2 separate regions of the Mus musculus genome follow, and region 2 is linked to region 1. The links are chromatin contacts, called in public promoter capture Hi-C maps. All regions are on one chromosome and are shown on one strand. The core of a region is the stretch at or near the end of the contact, and the rest is flanking DNA. Distances in the headings are between cores, read along the strand shown.

What was found. Promoter capture Hi-C pulls out the DNA fragments that hold promoters and counts their contacts.
Region 2: a promoter capture Hi-C map of liver shows a contact between it and region 1, with 4 times the contacts expected there. The contact joins the enhancer-like site here to the promoter of C2cd4a in region 1. A contact is called at or near these places in 14 of 39 promoter capture datasets (the 3T3-L1 cell line, 3T3-L1-derived adipocytes, the C10 cell line and 8 more).

What each region holds. Positions count from the first base shown.
Region 1 is chr9:67,828,575-67,835,160 of GRCm38.p6, forward strand. It overlaps C2cd4a (C2 calcium-dependent domain containing 4A), which reads right to left and starts at 3,756. Exons shown (of 2, transcript NM_001163143.1): 1 at 3,676-3,756; 2 at 1,958-3,228. The coding sequence starts at 3,185. The coding sequence ends at 2,181.
Region 2 is chr9:69,436,244-69,442,829 of GRCm38.p6, forward strand. It overlaps the pseudogene Gm7802. Among named protein-coding and RNA genes, the nearest start is that of Anxa2, 14 kb to the right of the region's middle. Within about 2 kb of position 3,693, at least 99 of the 459 cell types and tissues checked have an H3K27ac peak or open chromatin away from gene starts, as enhancers often do. A contact at or near this core is called in 3T3-L1-derived adipocytes, the HPC-7 cell line, hematopoietic stem and progenitor cells and 2 more, where this site is marked.

The DNA.
Region 1 (6,586 bases), core at 2,506-5,005:
CTTACAAATCATGTATGTGATTTGAAGCCATCTAATATTTACCATTTTGACCCACTCTTAAGACATTATATAGTCACACAAAAACGATTGCTTTTTCATTGTACTTCGGTCTCTTAGGAATCCTTCCCACTACAGTCTTAGACTTCAACTGTAACCTTTACTGATGGGGATGCTGGTTAGAAAGACCCACCAAGATTTCTTGGAGAATCTAGGACTTTAAAATATATCAATTTACCTTCTTGGAGAAATTTGCCTAATAAAATGGCATGTGTATAATCTAGTGTGGATAGAGACTGCACTTTCTAGAATAAAGACTGGCCACACCTCAACTACCAGTGCAAAGAAAACAGAAAACCCACAGCAACATGTCACACAGCTAGGTTGTTTGCACTTTCTATTCTCACTTTAGGAGACCTCTAAAATCATGAAAAGGCTTATACACAGAAAAACAATAGGCTTGAAGGGCAAGGATATAGTAAATACGAAAAAGGGCAGGAGTCGGACAAGAACTACTGTTCCACCATCGCTCATGTGGCTAACAACAGCAAGCTGCTAGAAGCAGGGGATTTAGACTGTGGTGATATTTTCCACTGGTCGCTGTTGTAAATCCTCACCTCAGTATTCAGTCTGAGATGTACCAGAAACGGAAACTCTTTTCTTAATGGCATCCTTTGGGGGCACCCATTGTTAACACTGCCAAACAGAGTGGTCACGGAAACCATTTCTGAGTCCAGCCTGATAATGTGGCCACCGTTTATGCTGTCTTGTACATTTTAATGTGGTTTGCCCTTGCTTAGGCCATGTCTTCTACTCACCTGCCCAAGAAAGGGAGGAGTAACCCAGCTTGATAGTGAGTATGAGGGATGAAGGAAAACCATCCTTAGGACACAGGAAAGCTTATTAGAAGCCAGAGGTAGAACACCATCCTGTGTGCTCTCCAGTGTGCTGCAATGGCGGATTAGCTCAGCGGGAGTCAGTGGAAATGGGGTTCTGGATCCTATGGGTCTGAGGTGGCTTAGCATTTTCCTCAGTCTCAGACTGATGGCATTAGCATTTGTCCATATGTCACCGTTTCCACCAGTCTGCTTTCCCTGATGAAAATGGGGAATATGATTTCAAACTCAGAACCATTTTTTTCAGACACTTTTGGAGGATGAATATTTATTTGTTTGTTTGTTTATTTCAGGCAGGGGCTCATTTAGCTTATGCTAGCTTTTACTCCCTGCATAGCAGAGGATGACCTTGAACTCCTGACACATCTGCTTTCTCCTTCCAGTATTGTGATTACAGGTGTGTGTTGATAGGAACTAAGGGTCATACAGTCCTGGGGATGGAACCTAGGACTTTGTATGTGTGAGGCAAGCACTCTACTAACTGAGCTATGCCCCAATTCCCAGACAAGCATTTTAATACTGACGTCCAACATTCAACCCCCGACTTTTCTTTATTTTGTGCCTCAGTATTCTCATCTGCAAGATGGGAATAGTCGTGCCTATTATTAGGGTTGGGGTGAGGTCACCCCGGAGTAAAGCTTGCAGGGATTTTTCCTCTCCTTCCCTCATGAAGGTCCCACAATCTTCACTAGATTCCAATTATGGCCATGAGGCCTGGTGGCAAGCACCTTTACCCATTCATCAATGTTACTAGACACTGGCCTTTCTTATGTAACATCTTAATGCATCGTAAGTAACTGACACTATCAGTCTCAAAGGACGCCATGGAATAAATGAACTTTAAAAACGAGGCTGGTCTGACATCGACAGTAACTATTTTCCAGTTGGAATGTGTGAACAGATTAAATACAATTGCTGCCTACAGTGGGGAACACTGCTCAACACTACCCCATTGCACAACAGAAATTTCAAGGTGTCTGCCCACACAAAAAGAAGCGACGTATATTACTATAATAATTTAGGATTAGCTCTGCCAGAATTGGACTGAAACAAAGCCCTGGCTAGAAAAATGAACACATGTTTATTTTGTACAAATGGCTGTCAGTCATTGTCCAAGAGCCAAGAGGCTGAGAGTGTGCCAGGACCAAAACCTAAGAGTGTCTCAGGGCCAAGAAGCTGCAAGTGTTCCAGGACCAAGAGGAGGCTACAAGTGTCTCTGGGCCAAGAGTCTCTGTGCATCTCATGGCCAAGCGACCTTAGGTGTCCAGGGCTCCAGGGAAGCCGCGCTCATAGCAGTAGCAGAGAGCCCAGCAGCAGCTCGCCCTGGCCCAGCCGCCGTCCCTTGCTCTCCGCCTTGATGCGCACGGCCAGGCGGCGCAGCTGCTCCTCCGGGAGCCGGTCAAAGCAGCAGTCCTGGTCCAGGGCGGCCTTGCGGCTGCGGCGGACCACACTGGCACGCTGCTGGCCCGACGGCCTCAGCACCAGGCTGAGGCGGCAGCCCAGGGCGCGGGGTTCCAGCGCGGCGGCCGGGCCCTCAGCGCGCAGCAGGCGGAGGCGGAGGCAGGCGCTGCGCGGACAGTATTCGGCCGCCAGGCGCAGCGTGCAACCCCCGCGGCCCAGAGCCACGCTGGCTTCAGCTTGCAGGCGCTCGGGATCCGGGCTGCTGGGGACCGGGGGCGCGCAGGAGGCGGCGCGCTCGTGCTCGTCGCCGCGGCACGGGGGGCGCGCGCTGGCCAGACGTCGAGGGGCTCGAAGTGCGCGGCTCAGCAGCTTGCCCGGGGAGCGTAGGAGGCGGCGTCTGCTGGGAGCAGGAGTGGGCGTCGGGACCCGGGCAGCGTCTGGGTCGCCCGGGGCAGGGCGCGGAGCGTCCGGGACTCGGCGGGGGCTCGCGTAGGTGTGCGTGCGGTGGCGAAGCCCAGGCCGGCGGACCGGGACACCTGGGTGGCCGAGGAAGAGCGACTCCTTTCGGCGCGTGTGCGGGCTCTCGAGCAGCGCGCAGAAGCCGTAAGCGGTGCGCGCGCGGGGTAGGTGCGGCAGCGAGAGCGCAGCCTGGGAGCGCGGGTCCCAGTCTGTGCGGCCCGCGCCGTCGTCGGCCTCCGTGTCTGCAGCCCAGGCTTCGCGCAGCGCAGCCCAGGCCGTGCTAGGTTCCAGCCTCGGCGGGATGAAGAACTCTGGGATGCGGTCTGGAGTGAGCACGTTTGCGCACGCAGCGGATGAGCGAGCTTTGGAGCGGTGGACGCGCCCCGGGAGAAACCCATCTCGGTCCCGCAAGAGCCGCTCCAGACACCACATCTGGCCGCTAGTGTCTGAACCCTGTGATCCTGTTCCAGGCTGCCTGCAACACATAAACACATACCAGTCAGAGACAGTCTGGAGGAAAGCAGGAATTTCTGTCTCTTTTCTTTGACATCGTCCTGTCCTGAGCCTTACAAGACAAAATGCATCCCTCACCACAATTACAAACTGTTTTTACAGATTGAAAAACAATCGTATATCGCCCACCCTGTCTCTAGTCAGATGCCAGGTAGATTTGCAGTTTGCTTCAGTCTTTTCCGTCCTACCTCTTTACCTTTGTCTTCTAACTTGCGCCTCTGTCCCTAGTTCCAAGAGGCGCTTTGCTTTGATCATTTGTGCACTCATTTCCTGAAACCTTAAGTGTCTAGTACACTCTAGTTCTGCGCGAGAACACACACACACACCCCAGAAATGGTTTCTCCTTCTAGAGAGCTTCGGGCCACCTGGGTCTAACACCCAGGAGGGAACTGGATTCCCATTCATATACCTGGTATTCAGAGTCAGATGGTTTTCCAACCCGGAGAAACGCGGAGAAATTCAAAAGAGCGCGGCAGAGTTGATTCCTGATGTTCCAGGATAGCTGGTCCGGGCTTTTATACGAGCTGTCACGCTGCTGCTTGGTAACCTGACGCCTGGCCCTCCCAGGTCCCTCTGCCACGTGGATGGATTTGCTGAGCTGATCCTGCAGCTAGTTCTGCTGTGGTTGGAGCTGTTCTCTAAAACCCTGAACGAGTTTGTTTCCTCACATGGAAAACAAGATTTAGTGTGGACCATGTCGCAGTCCTTGTGAGGACGGATGGGCAAAATGAACGTGAGTGCACAGAAGCACTCTGCACGCACCATTGGAAAGAAGCCAGAAATCGGGTTTGTCTTACCCAAATGGCCGTTCCCATCTCCCACCTTCTTGCTGCCAGCATTGCCTTTTTTTTTTTTTTTTTTTTTTAACTTTCTGCTTTCTGTTCTGATTTTAGAGGTCATTTCTCTGTTGATTTTAAATCACTCTTGGGTGGTGGTGGGGGTTATGGGGTTCCGGAAACGTTACATATTTGTCTTGGGTGGGGTTACAGGGGTGTATTCCTATGTAAAGAAATCATCCAGTGTACACTTAAGATATATATTTTAAAATAAAAAAAACCACAGCCTTCTTAAGCAGGATGCTAATTTTTAACTAGGGATTCAATTATACTCCACACATCCAGCCACTGGTATCGTCCCTTTGGAAACACACACTAGCCATATCTGACCTTTGCACACTGTGTCTATCTGAGACCTCCATCCTTTCTCTTGAAAACTGGTGTTTATCCTTTAAGAGAGTTGCTTGCAGCTCGAGTGGAAAGAGATTCCGAAACATCTGGATCAGAGTATGGACATAGGGTATTTCTGAGTAGCTGCCTTGCAAATTAATGGCCTCTTCAAGCAGTGTTGAATGAGTTAGTCAACTTTAGGCAAGTGGGGGGGGGAGGTTCTGTTTGGGGCATGTCCTGTGTGTGTTTTGCATACAGAACATACAGGTAATGTGCTATAAAGTTGTCACAGAAACCTTAGGAAATTTGGATTATCCATGTTTTATAAACAAACACCTCCCCCCAGCACTTCAGATGTTAAATAACTTACCCATTGTCACTAAGGAAGGAAATGAAAGGAATGCCCATTAATGAGTAGTAAATGCATTATTAGGGGAGTAATATATATTGTTACGCAACGTGAATGGAACATAGCAAATGTTAAAGACACAAGCAGTGAGTTCTGCTGTTCTAGTGTTCTGTGGCATCAGTTTGGTTACTTTCAATGAGAGTGGGAACAGTGGCAGAAATTAAGAACACTGGCTTTGAATTCACGGCAGACAGGTATCTTACTATGAGCAGCTTATTATGAGCAGGTTACTGAGTGTTTCTGAGCCTTGGTATCCAACGTAAAGACCACAATAATACACAGTGTGGGTTTGCCCTTGGATAACATATGCAATGCAAATGAACACTTTAGCATAGGACCAGATGTGCATAATGTTAGCTGTTCTGTCCGCTGTCAGTACTTTAAACACTCCTTAGATCATTCATGTGTTTAAAGCAGAATTTATATACTGCTTCCTGGGTTCTGTCATGATAGATCCATGAATCCAGGCTGTCCCAGACCCAGTCAGCTTATGTTCAACTCTTAGAAGAAAAAGGAAATGGTAAAGTTGAAATATTTGAATTTCATCTAGCCAGGGAGGTAGTAAAGAAGAAAAAATGTAAAACTATTTTATTTTTAATATGTGTATGCACATGAGGGCACATGTGCGCGCGCGCGCACACACACACACACACACACTCATGCACGTGCCTGCACCCAGAGGCCAGAAGAGGGCGACGAATTCCCAGGAGCTGAAGTCCCGGTTGTGAGCTGTCTCCCAGGGGTGCTGGGAACCTAACTTTGGCCCTTCACAAGAGCATCAAGTGCCTTTAGCCACGGAACCATCTCTCCAACTTCAAGGGACTTTGGACTCTTTTAACATTTAGTCTGATAGGATAGGCGAGGGTCCCTGGGTCTGTGACTAGCTTCTCCTTCATCTTATAACGTCTCTATTCCTGGCTCAAATTCTTGGACCAAGGTTCAGTCTGTAAGAGAGTAATTGTTAAGCTTTACCTAAAGGCCATGTACAGATGTTCAAACTCAAGGTTTTTCTCCTGAGGAAAAGTGCTGCCGATTGCATGTGATCCTGGATGTTGGTTACATCGACAAGGACCACGAGAACTCAGTCTGAGAAGTTGTGACTCAAGGTTACTCTCCTGCTGAGTGCAGCTTGTAGATAGAAGTGATCATATCTATCACATAGATTGCTGTCAGAGTAAAGACATTCTTGTGGATTCTCTGGGCAGACAGCAAGTGCTGGCTAACAGCCGTTGTTATTGTTACCATGCATGCTTGTTTAGCCAGGAATTAGCTGATTCACACTGCAAGCCTTGAAAAACAAACCCTCTGCTCAGCCAAGCAGAGTGGGCTTGTTTTATTTTTATTAACAGTCCACCTTCTTTAGTAACACCTTATAGACATTTCCTGTATAAGGTTTCTTGAAAACAACAGAGAAGCAGCCTCGTAGGCCAATTCTCTGTGACCACAGAAGTCTCATGTTTTACTTGACACGGAAGCATGAGCCATCCGGTACTTGGGAGGTTGCTGTCGTCTGGTCCAGCCAGGTGTCCAGAACACACAAATCTACTCAAAAGAAGGCAGTGATCTTTCTGGGCTCACACCTGTAGCCGTGGGGCCATCTAGAGATGGATCTGTGAAAACAACACCCATCGTGGCTGGATGTATCCTCAGAGTAAATAGAAAAGGAACATTTAAGAACAGATTTAGTGAGGAAGGAATGGGAGGGGTTGAAGGTGAAGAGGAGATGGGTTCTAGTGTTCTGTGGC
Region 2 (6,586 bases), core at 2,443-4,942, 1.6 Mb after region 1:
ATTCAAGCTAGAAGGGACATCAATACAGATTTCAGAGTCACTGGCTAATCCATGGTGATTGAAATCGAAGCAAAGGGCAAGATGGATCAGCAAAAATGAATAAGAAAAAGGATACCAGGGGAAACTGGACATTTTGGTTGTACCAGAAAATTCCCAGAAAGTTGTGGGGACAAATCAGAAGGACACAGAACTAGTTGAAAAGGAGTCCCAGGTCCAAGAAAATTTAAACGTTAAATGACTATAGTAATCATCAGCAATCCTCTGAGTTAAATAGTAACTCAAGAGTCTATACTGATCATAAATGAATAAACAAGAAGGAGGGGACTGTTCAGTTCTATAAAAGGCCAAACAGCCAATGGAATGACGGAATTAGAAAAGGAACCCATTTGTAAGCACTAAAGTAACAATCACTTAGCAGTCAGCAGTTAAAGTTAGCAAGAGGGTTTTTTTGTTTTTTGTTTTTTTTACATCTCCAACAGATTTATTTTTAAACGAATGACCTAAGGGAGAAAAAAATGGGGGTACAGGAGTATGGACTAGAAAATAAATACAAATGTAAGCTGTTTTACTAATTTTATAACCACAGACGTACAGAGAATGAGGCCCTGTACAGAACACAACAGATTCAAACGGGGCGTTCCCTTAGCAAGGCTGCCGACTCCGTCTCTGGCGTTTGGAACTTAGGATGCAGTCCTTGCTTTTGGGTGGATCGCTGAGTGTTTGGCACAGATCATGCTTTTAACCGGATTTGAACAGAAGAATGGCCACGTGACCCAGGTAGAAGTAGATGAAGTGTTTGGTTTCGTTGTCACGTGACTGCCGAAGTTCTGCCCCACAATGCAGTGCCAGGTAGGGTTTTACTTGTCAAAACCCTTCTTGATATGGGCCGCAATATCCTTCTCAATGTTGTATTTCTCCAACGCCTGGGTAGCACACTCCACCGAGTCCTGTTGTATCTCTTCTGACATGTCTGCATTTTTGATCATCGCCTTCCGGTCGCACATAGTTACCGTGGAGCAGAGGCCAGCCGGCTGCTGCGAGCTCCTAGGGAAGGTGCGGGCACTGCTCAAGCAGCAGAAGACAGCCGGTCGCTACTGAAGCTGTGGCACATGTAGCAAGAGTTTTTTGATGATAAGTGGGAACAACTACACAGTCTTATTTTTAAAAATCACCCTGAAAATTGTTATTATTTAGTGAATATAGTGTGTTTATTAATTTACTTAGAGTTGAAGAAACATGTCAGAAACTGTCCTAAGACAGAAGGTAGCCACTAATAAGATTCAGGAACATAACCGTTGTGTTTCCTAGTTTACACCAGGAGAAAGTACAGTGTCAGTAATATGGACTCTTCCTGGCATAAAGATGTCCATCATGGAGAAATACCCAAGAGGACCCAAACCAGAGACAGTCTATAAAGCAAGTGGGTGGAGATTTTCAAGAATCCAATCTTTTCTATGAAAGACAGAGGAAGGCTACAGAGTTGTTCCTGGTTGTGGACACTAGCTAACTGACTCATGACCATGGTTTAGATTTGGTTCCTAGTCCTGTGGAGGGGATCATCAGAGCAGCATACCGTGGCACACGTAGGTTAGTGAGTATCGGTAGATGAAGGCTAATCTTGTTTTAACCTTGCGAGGCCAGAGAGTAGCCAAATTTGTGAAGTAAATGCCTATGTGTATATTGATATGAGATATGATGTCTAACTTATTTACAAGTTGGAAGACTTTTAGATGTGGAAGGGGCAGTAGGAAGCATTGATATTAGGTATATAAGAGCAATGTGTATACTTACATGTCTTTCTGCAATGTTGTTATGAATTTAGGGTTATGGCAGAGTAGATCTTTTTGAAAGGTACTATTTGCATTATTGGGGAATTCAGGGAAAATAAAGACTAAGTAGAAGAGTGTTATTAGACTCAGCCCTCCTCTGATGCTGATTCTGATGTGAAACAGCCAGCAGTACAGGTGAGTGGGGAGGGAGGCGACCAGGGAGAGTAGAGAGGCCCTGAGCAGAATGTGGAAAGGAAAATCAGTAAACCAGAAAGAGTACCCAGGGGAAGGGAATTGTGATTTTTAGAATGGTGTGAACTTGTATTTTTAGACTCATTTTTACAATACTAATTTAATGTTAGCCTAACTCAATGGATTCAGTCAGCCTGGCCTGCACAGTGGGACCCTGTCTCCAAGGAAAGAGAAGGGGTAAAATCAAAGATTCCGTTTGAAGGATAACCTACTTTAAAATCTCTTGAAGACAGTCTTCCCAGCTGCAAAGCTTGTCTGAACTTGAATACATAGCCTCTGCTTCTTCATGCGATTCCACCACCAAAACCCAAAAGCTTTATCTGCAGTCCTTGGGATGCTGAGAAAAATACCTGTTCACCACTGACGCAGATTGTTCTTCAGTGACAGAGTGTTTGCAAACCAGCCTCTGCACAACCGGCATCCAACATAAACTGCTGAAACAGACTTTGAACTGTAACCTTTTCCATCCCACCTATTAGCAATGCTTCCAATAAACAAAGACAATATTGTGTCCACTACCAGTGTTCCTGCTTCTAGAATTCATGAGGCGATCAATATTTTTTTTGTCTCCGAGGATGTCATCAGAAAGCGAGGAAGGGCTAATCAGTGGGTACAGAGCTTTTCTTGGGTAGAAGAAATAAGCCCCAAAAGTGCTGCTGTCCCAGAGGCAGGGCAGGAAAAGATATGGAACTGATCTGTTTCAACAAATTCAAAAAAAAAAAGATTGAAACTTAAGTGGGGAATGCTTAAGGAGTCAGATATGCTCACCCAGTTTGAACATTACATAATTTAAAACATGAGAGGATACTTCATAATTATGTTTGAGTTTAATATGTCAATTAAAAACATCATTTGGGAAGCACGGAAGAATGCATCTATAATAAAGAGACTAGAACGTGAATAGATTCAGATTAAATGATGATTTTAAGAGCTGTTTGTTTTATTGGGTGAGAGAGTTAGTACTCCTGTACAACTAAGGCATAGAATGCATTGGGTGCGAGAGAGGACTCCATGGATAAGAGCTCTGGCTACTCCTCCAGGGACCCAAGTTCAGTTTCCAGCCCTAACATGGCAGTTCACAAATGTCTTTAGCTCTAGTTCCAGGATATGGACCGTCCCCACTCTTCTGGCTTCCAAAAGTACTGCATGTTACATGCACATAGTACACAGCCATGCAGGCAAAATAACCTGCATAAAAATTTAAAGAAGTCCAGCTGGGTGTGGTGGCACACGCCTTTAATCCCAGCACTCAGGAGGCAGAGGCAGGCAGATTTTTGAGTTCGAGGCCAGCCTGGTCTACAAAGTGAGTTCCAGGATAGCCAGGGCTATACAGTCTCGCAAAACCAAAAAAAAAAAAAAAAAAAAAAAAGAAAAGAAAAGAAAAAATTAAAAAGTCCTTTTTAAATATAGTGTATTTTACTTCCAGTTTGTATATTGTAGAATCAGTCTTTTATGTTTAACCAAATAGTCTAGGGCCTCAAAATATTGCAAACACATTGACTGTCCTGCAGAATGACACACTAGAATGCATTTTGCAAGTATGTCTGCCCTCTGCCCTACCAAAAGTGATGAGAATTCTAACTCCCCAGTGCCTCTGCAGGCAGATGACAGTTCTGTCCAGCTCCAACCTACAATCTCACACAGTTGCACAACCAGTTAGTGGCTTCAGAGTACAGTAAGAGTGCTGAAGGAAGTTGTGAAATCTCAGAGCATTAAGCTTGACCGTCTTTGTGCCCCAGTGTGTGAAGGGTGGCGGGGGAGGCTAATAGAGTGGTCGGTCAGTCCCTAATTCAGTTTGGCTCTTTTTAATGCTACACCCTAGTGCCTGCAAACTTTTACTCATAAGGAGCCAGCACTATGTAACTTAGTAAGTGCCCGGGGCCAAAATGTCATTCGGCATCCAGGGGAGTGCTGAGTTTGCTGACAGGAAGCCTTCTGCCTCCCAGCAGCCAGCTTATGCTAATTCACATCCAGCAGGCTACGGCTGTCAGCTACAACTTTGAGGGGTTAAGAAATGTCAGTGGATAAGCTTTGAGGTAGCCAGCCCTGTGTGCGTGTGTGCATGTGTGTGCATGTGCATGCATGTGTGTGCATGCATGTGTGTGGGGGGTGGGGGGTGGGTGGGTGTGTGTGTCTGTGTGTGTGTGTGTGTGTGTGTGTGTGTGTGTGTGTGTGTGTGTGTGTGTGTAAAAGCCAGAGGTCAACCTTGGGTCTGTTTTTAGTTTTTCTCTACCTTGTTTTTGAGACAGGGTCTCTTTCTGTGTCCAGAGCTCTCTGGATCAACCAGTCTAACAAGACCCAGAGATCTCTCTGTCCCCATTCGCTAGTGCTGGGATTCCAAGTTTACCGCCATGCCCGGCTCTTTTATGTGGGTTGGGAGGGTGGGGGAAGGCGGGGTGCACAGCATGTATTTTACCAAATGAGCTCTCTACCAGTCCTCCAGAGCTGGCGATTGTTAGAAGAGTGGTTGGGACTAGCACTGAGGTTGACTCTCAACCCTATCTCTTCTCTCTTCAAGCCTGGGTCTTTTTATTGCTAAAGTCCTCATGCTTCTCAGCATATTCTACAGGCTAGCCACTTAATGCTTAATTTATCGAATAGCAACTTAAATAGATAGAAAATTTCCTTTTAGGTGGCAAGTCAGTGTAAATGTGAATCGGTGTCAGATTGAATCAATGAGGGGCATAACTACTATTTGGGACCAAACTTTGAAAGGAGTTTTGGGAATCTCAAGTTGGGAGATAAAGTACAACCCTGCGGAGGAGCACATACAGCCATGAGCTGTTGGAATAGCAGGTCACCCCGTGGGGTGAAGGCCTCTCCATTGGGGAAGTAGAGGAGGAGTCAGCCTACAGGATATGCTGCTCAGGGGACTTGTGGGGGGAACATTGTGGAACATTCTGCTGACATGGGGGTTAATCAAAAGCTTTTCATGGGACTTGGGGTAGAGTAGGCAACATGGCTGACCTTCTCTAAAGAGATTCATTGTACAAGAGATGGAGGATAGGCTGGGAATGAAGGCAGTCTGAGGGCAGTATGGGGAAGCTACCTTTTGATGGAAGCCTAAGGACACAGTGAAAGCTCTTCCTGGGCAAGCCAGCCACCCTATGTCTTTAATGCCAAACAAACCTGCCATAATTGTTGGAATGCAGCCATGCCCTGGCTTGGAGGTTCAGTGGCAAATGTCCTAGAGATAGCTAAGTCCTAGGGTGGTGAGTTCTGCATGCAGCCTTCCTGTGAACACACCAGGTATCTGTGCTTACTTGAAAACATAGAGCTAAATAAAGTACAGGCTTCTTTCTGCACGTTCTCTATGGAGAATTGAACTCCGGATGCATCATTTGAAGAAACTCTGGCTCTGAAAAAAGATCAGTGACTTTCCAAGAAAGTCACTTAAGAAATAATAGCTCAGGGGCTGAAGAGATGGCTCAGCAATTATGACAGTTATTACTTTTGCAGAGGACCCAAGTTCGATTCCCAATATCATGAGACGGTTCACATACATCTGTAATGCCAATTTCATGGGATCCAACAGACATGCATGTTGTATACACACATGCATGTAGGCAAAACATTCATACACACAAAGTAAAAATAAATAAATAAATTAAAAACAGCTCAGGTTTGAAAATGTATCTCAGTTAAGAGCGTGCCCACCTAGCATGTAACCCTGACTTGATTAAACATGGTGGCACATACCTATAACCCCAGCACTGAGGAAGTTGAAGTATCAGAAGTCCAGGATCATCCTTGGCTGTATATTTAGCCCATGGCTAGCCTGGATATGTGACTGAGAAAGGCTTTGAACTGTCTTCTACCTCTACTGGCATTACCGGTCTATACTCCTATTCAGCCCTTGGTGTGTTAGCTTTTAAGAGCCTTCTGTTGTAGCGTCCTTACCTATAACTATGGTACCACTGAAATGTCCACCTCAGCCCTTGAACCTTTACCACTTTATCCTTCCCTCCAAACAAGTAATTTTTAAAGTAGTATTGCTCTTTCTGAATTATTTAGTATATCAGCAAACTATAAAAGCTTGATTGGGCTAACAGATCTCTACTTTGAACCTCATATCAAAATGATTAAATGTCTTTAAAACAAATGCAATCCTGTTGCATTCATAAATCAGTGTCCTCAACTAAGGGCCTGGCCGTGGCTTTGTGTACCTTTAACCCCAACCGGACAGTTTTCTATCCTCCTGCTAACTTCTGCCCTCTTAGTCACCAGACTTGGCTGGGAGTGACCGTTAGCTTTTCCACAAAACTATGACCAGGATTTGCTTTTGACAGAAATACTTAAGCAGTGGAAGATAGTCTCACAATGGAGTGATTAATCATGTCCCTAGTGACCAACCTCGCCACCAACCTTTATTCTGGATGGGTGGTATAAAAATAAACAGTCACACCTCTGCCCAGCCACTTCCTGCCTGTCCAGAAGGCATGGGCGTGTATTCTATTTCCTCTTTGACTTTTAGGTTGTGCAATAACTTCAAAGAAACCTGAGTAACTGAAGCATTGGTTCAGAAAGAGTGGCTTGCTGTTCTCTAATGGTTAACTGTCCCTCAC